Linked DNA regions of Muntiacus reevesi: region 1 is linked to region 2. The links are chromatin contacts, called in public Hi-C maps. All regions are on one chromosome and are shown on one strand. The core of a region is the stretch at or near the end of the contact, and the rest is flanking DNA. Distances in the headings are between cores, read along the strand shown. Region 1 holds the start of PPM1K (protein phosphatase, Mg2+/Mn2+ dependent 1K). Region 2 holds the start of PIGY (phosphatidylinositol glycan anchor biosynthesis class Y).

Region 1 (2,849 bases), core at 94-2,593, 190 kb before region 2:
GACCATTATAATCTGTCACCTTAGTTACTCATTCTGAAACCGCCCACAACCTCATTCTTTCCTCCATACAGGCGAAGAGGGTGCAAAAGACTGAAGGGGCCTTGCTGCACATTTCCAGTCTGAAGCTCGGAAAGGCAAGCGGAGCTTTAGAGACCCAAGTTCCCTGTCTATTGCCACCCGGAGTCTCGTCTTTGTCACCTCCCGTGAAATCTACAGACAGCGGCTGCTAAAAAAGACATCAAGCGCCAGAAGGCCTTGAGATTACAGTGCTCTTTTGGCAAAGCAAAACCCACGTCCTCAGATCGACAGCAACCAGGGCTCTGCATCGTTCTCTGCTCCGATCCCCCGAAAAGCTCACCCTTGGACAGTTCGGGTCCAGCCAGTTGGCTGACTGGCCGTGACTGATGAATGACCAGGGCGAAACACGGCAAGAAGCACACCCTCCCGCCGGCGCAGTCCGCGGGCAGTGCAGATGGCTGGGTTCCCTCCAGCACTTTCCGCCGCCGTGTCTCCGCCTCTCAACCACCCTCGCTGCGTACAGATTCCGGGTGTCGCCACGTCTCCCTCAGCCCGACCGCCGCTGCAGCGGCTAGGAGGCGCTGACACTCGCAGCATCCTCCCGCCCGCAGGTTGAGGGTGGGCGACTCGAGGCTTCGCTGAAGGGAAGCGCGGGCTGCGAACCCCTTCCTCTCGTCCATCAGTTCAGTTCAGTCGCTCAGTCGTGTCTGACTCTTTGCGACCCTATGGACTTGCAGCACGCCAGCGATCGTTCCTTCCAAGTTCCATTCCCTCCTGCCATCCCGGTCGAGCACACTCGCGGGCAGGAGCCTCCAGCCTTCCGGCCGAGTTTAGGCAGAACGTAAAATCTCCGCAGAAAATGCCAGCAGCGGGTGGCTCAGCCGAGGTGGGCCCCGCCCCGACAAGCTGCTCCAGACCTCGAAACGGAAGAAAGCTGCGCACAGCGAACCCAGACACTGACCGCTGGGCATGCACTGAAGAGGCTGGAGAAATTAAACCGACATTTCCCCTCCTCTCCCTGGGGAACCCGTTTACTCTCCATTCCGCGGGTGGGGAGCAATGGGACGTGCCCTCTCCTGTAAATAATATTATAAACGGTTAACAGATAAATGAAATGCACTCTCCAAGCTCTTACCTCGTGATGGCAATATCCCTGGAAAATGTTCAATTAGCTAATGGAGGGCGGGAGAGGGGTTTTCTGTAAATAAGACTGCCTTCTCCGATGTTTTCAATCTCTGAGGAAGCAGTTAGAACAGCCACTGGCTCAATCTGCTGGAAATTCTTGAGAATTTTTCGCCCGCAGTGGGCCAGATAGAGAGGGGAAGTCCGTTCCCGCTGACTGACGGCAGCTCCAACCAACCCACGCTTCACGAGGAGGCGCGCCCGCGGCCCGGCCCTTAGTCGCAGCCAATCACAGGTTCCGACAGGAACCGTGCTCCCCGCGAGATCAGTTTGACTTGACTGACTTTAGCAGCTCGCAGCAGAGCGACGTCGACTTGGGCCAGTCGTGGCTTTTGGGGGATGTCCGCCCTCCTGAAGGCCATGGGGCGCAAACCAACGAGGGAACGCCTCGGCGGTGGACGAGAAATCTTGGTACCTCGCCATAGGTTTCCCTTGTAGCTCAGTTGGTAAAGAATCTGCCTACGATGCAGGAGACTCGGGTTCCATTCCTGGGTTGGGAAGATCCCCTGGAGAAGGAAATGGCAATCCACGCCAGTATTCTTGCCTGGAGTATCCCGTGGACTGTAGCCTACCAGGCTCTTCTGTCCATGGAATCGCAAGAGTCGGACACGACTTAGCGACTAAACCACCTCCACCACATAGGATTGAGGAGAGGTGGTGTTGTGTCGCTTGGGGCAATGGCTCGGTAGTTGTGACCTCTAGGAATGAGAACGAAATGCCAGCATTTAGCACTTTGCAGGGCAAAGGTATTGGAAGGCATCAGGTTTCACTGCTATTCTTTGAAACATTCACAGTACACCTTTCTTCCTGACTGAGCAGGCATCTTGTGATCCCTTGGGAATTTTGTTTTTGTTTTTGTTTTTTGTTTGTTTTTTTTTACCTTTTTTTTTGGCTGTGGCCCACAGGCTGTGAGATCTTGGTTCCCTGACCAGGGATGGAACCCCTGTCCCCTGTAGTGGAGCGAGAGTCCTAACCACTGAACTGCCAGGAAATGCTCATTGAGAATGTTGGTTCTTTCATTTGACAAGCATAAGCATTGATATTTGTTTAGGGAGGACCTTTTGAATACCTGGCACTGGGATATAATCTTAAAGCAAATAGATATGATAGTCGCCTTCATAAAGCTGCCAGTCTAATTGAGGAGGAAGAGGGAGAAGACGAACAGGTAAACAAGCCAATAAAATAATAACAAATCACGACAAGGAATGAAATAGACAAGATGTGGGTATAGAGAATAATTGGAGGTTGAAGTTAGATAGGGAGGGTTGTTATGTAAGAACTTTATTACATTTAATGGAAGAGTGAGGTCAGTCAGCCATGGAACTTGGAAAGAGATGACTGTTCTGGGCAGACAAGACGCAGAGCAAACGTCCTGAGGTGGGACAGCTTGACATTTTGGGAGAACAGAAAGAAGGCCAGTGTGGCTCTAGTTTAGAGGGAGAGCGAGAGCAGCATGACAAAAGGAGAGAAGGTAGACAGAGGCCTGCTGATGTAACCAAGACTTGGAATTTTCTTTACATTTTAAATTTAATGAGACCCTATTGAGGCATTTTAGGCAAAGTAGCAAAAGAATCTGGTTTAGACTGTAAATCGCTTTGGTTAATGTGCAGAGAACAAGCAGAATAGGGTATTGGGAGACTGGTTAGGAG
Region 2 (3,076 bases), core at 500-2,999:
CTGCATTCCTGAGTGGTTTCAACTTCAGTTCTTGTCCGTTACTCTGGGTAAACCATTTAATCTGTGTGCTTTAGTTTCCTCATCTGTAAAATTGTTATATTACCCACCCTACCCGTTAGAGTATGAGATTTTGTGTAATATGTTTAGAATTGTACCTAGTGTATACTTTGTGCTAACTAAATACTAGTGAAAGGATGGAGTTCATACTGTAGTCCCCCAGGGCTTTGCTACTCACTTCCCTCTAATATGGTAAAATGCTTAGCTTGAAAAAGCTAAAATTGACTTTTTAGAATACAGTGCTTGCTTTATCAGAATTGTCTCATAGAGCAAATTAAAGAGTAATACCATTTCCAGAAGCGATGGGTCCCTCATTCAGTCTTCTGTGTTATTTGTATATTGCCATGAGAGTAATTTTTAAAACAAGACTTGTACTAGAGTATATACATTGAACTTATGCAATGGAAAACACATCTAATTTTAATTTTCTTTTGAAGGAGAAGAATCACTATCTAAAGTTTCTGTTAAACTGCTTTAAGATTCTATTAAGAATCAATTAGTTATATTCAGTTCTTAGGTTTCTTTGGGGTAACTACTGAAACACGTTGCACCTCTGAAACAGTTACTAATCAGTCTTGTTGAAAGTTCTGGAAAGTCAGGAACTATTAATATGTCAAATGCTCATGCTCTTAGTATTGCTAAATAGGTCCATGGCAGGAAAATGAACTGAAATGTGAGGCATAACACTAAACTCTGGGACACAATCAGCTATTTTCAAGCCTTTCAACCCCACCTCTACTCCCAGAAGCACATACTTTCCTGGGTAATTTTTCTACTTTGGGTAGTTAAGTGTCTCTCTAAACATAGCCTACAGTTTGAAATTCAGAATATTTTACATTTCCCCTTTCTTAGAATCACACTCTTGTGACCAAAGGAGGGGGAGAAAACACAAAACTGCAAATTGCTTTATGGCAAGTGTCAATTTCTTTTTATTATTTTATTAAAATTAATGTAAGCATTTGATGCCAAAGAAATGATGGTGATTTTAAAAACTCAGAATTTTGGCAAGTCCATGAAGTTTCCATTTTATTATAGTTTTATATCACATTAGTTCAAATGCATTTCTCTATAGTTACTCCACCATAGCTCCTTTGGAATTAGTCATCATTAACATGTGACATTACCAAAGACTTTGAATCTAAACATAAAATTTCAAAATAGTAACTTTTAATTATGAATGGGTAAGCCATCAAATGATGGTTGGGGCTGTTAATTTCCAACAAGACACTTTGCTGAAATGTTCCTTCTGATACCCCAGGAATAAATGAGAACCTTCAAAAAACAAGGGCAGAACCAAAGTACAGTAAAGATGCCTCTGCAGCTTAAGCCTTCCATAGACCTAGACCCCTGACAGAAACCTAGGCAAAGCATCTTTCCTACAAATTAAGCCGGTTTCCAGTATTTCCATGTAGACGTGCTTTCAGAGACAGGCACTCAAGCATATCATTAGGATATACCATCTTGGCTCTTTCTGCGTTAATTATGCCTGAAGAGTTTAATACCCATCCAAGTCCAAAGGTGGAAGAACACGTAAACAGGTATGGTGATCGGCAAGAGCAGACTGTAAAAGCACAGACTGGTGGTGCTAGTGCAGCCCTGAGGGAAGTCCTCTTCCACAGAGGCTGAGTAAAACAGTCCTGCTAAAGACACCAGCGGGATCAGGACAGTCAACGTAGGGAGAGACAGAAACATCCTTCTCCTCCACTTATTACCCGCCACTCTGACTTTTTACAAGGTAGGTGGTATTTAGAATGTTTAGTTGTGTGTGTTGTTTTAAATATGATCTAGTGCTGCTCCACTTCTTCTTGCTTCTTATTTTGATGTGTCATCCTAGCTGCCTGTGGTATCATATTAGGAATCCCATCAATAATTGGATAGGCTATGCCTAACTCTTCATTAATCAATTCATTTGTCGATGCTTCATATCTGAGGGGGAAAAAAAACCAAAATGAATCATGGAAAACAAAATGCTTGGAAGAGCTTGATGTTCAGTAAACAGTAACATTTATCTAATTCTACATGGAGTTAATCCAAGAAAAGCAGAATTAGACTGCTTTTCATTTTAAAAGCAGTAATAGCCAATCGAACTATTTCTCTTAGAAAAATAAGTCTCTTAATTGTTCCCATTTTAGTCAGTTTCTCTCATTTTCTTTTTTCACTTTATCCTCAAGCTATGCCTTAATCTTCTAAAATACCAGTCAGAAAAGATCTTGCCCTTTTCATCCAAATATCCCTTCATTATTCTTTTCAACCCCAAACAAGCCCCATTAATTTACTACTGGAACAGACACTAGAGGAAATTTCAACTTCTTCGTTTTAGAATACATGCTTAATAGAGCAGCCTTATTGACCCATTAAAAGGGAAACCACTGAAAAATCAAAATACACAAGTCTGAGAAAGAGAAGGCAAAAATGAGGAAACTTCTGAATGTTAGGTCTGCAAGTGTGCTATTTACACAATTAGCCAAAAAGCAGATCAAGTGGTAATTTCAAGGTTTAAGAAAACTGAATGAGCAATATGTTCATTATGAAAAATATTCAGAAAAAGAAATGAAAAAGATGAAAATAAAGATTACTAGCAATCTACCACCCAAAGACTGCTACTGATAACATTTCGGTGTTTACTAGTGTTGTGAATGTTCAGTTTTAGTAGCCTGAGACACTAGGGCTGTTAATCCTCAAGGCTGGGTTAAAGGTTAAGAAGGTCTAAAAAAAAACCCCCCAAAAACCAGCTAGTTGAGAACTAAAAGCCAAAGGGCAGCACACGTAGTTTACATGCTTAAGATCGTATACGGCATTTCCCCAAGAATCTGGAAGCTACTACATTTTTCATCATCTTGGCTTAAAAATCTGAATGCTTTGGGTTTCCAATAGTTCATAAACTTGGCTCTACGTGAGAAACACTTGCGGTCCTCTTAAGAAAATACATAATGGCTCAGACCCCGCCTCCAGGCCTTCGGATTCACTCCGCCCTGGGTGCTGCCTGGAAATTTGCCAGCAACGTAGGCGAGACAGGACA

Evidence for each region. A called contact is a pair of places that touch in the nucleus more often than the background predicts.
Region 1: a contact with region 2 is called in a Hi-C map of blood, with 2.3 times the contacts expected there. The contact joins the promoter of PPM1K here to the promoter of PIGY in region 2. A contact is called at or near these places in 2 of 3 Hi-C or Micro-C datasets (blood and muscle).

The regions. Positions count from the first base shown.
Region 1 is chr16:34,762,008-34,764,856 of mMunRee1.1, reverse strand. PPM1K (protein phosphatase, Mg2+/Mn2+ dependent 1K) reads right to left here and starts at 1,343. Exons shown (of 8, transcript XR_010659393.1): 1 at 1,154-1,343.
Region 2 is chr16:34,573,386-34,576,461 of mMunRee1.1, reverse strand. It overlaps PIGY (phosphatidylinositol glycan anchor biosynthesis class Y), which reads right to left and starts at 1,749. Exons shown (of 1, transcript XM_065907565.1): 1 at 963-1,749. The coding sequence starts at 1,749. The coding sequence ends at 1,534. It overlaps PYURF (PIGY upstream open reading frame), which reads right to left. Exons shown (of 2, transcript XM_065907564.1): 2 at 1,842-1,983. The coding sequence ends at 1,842.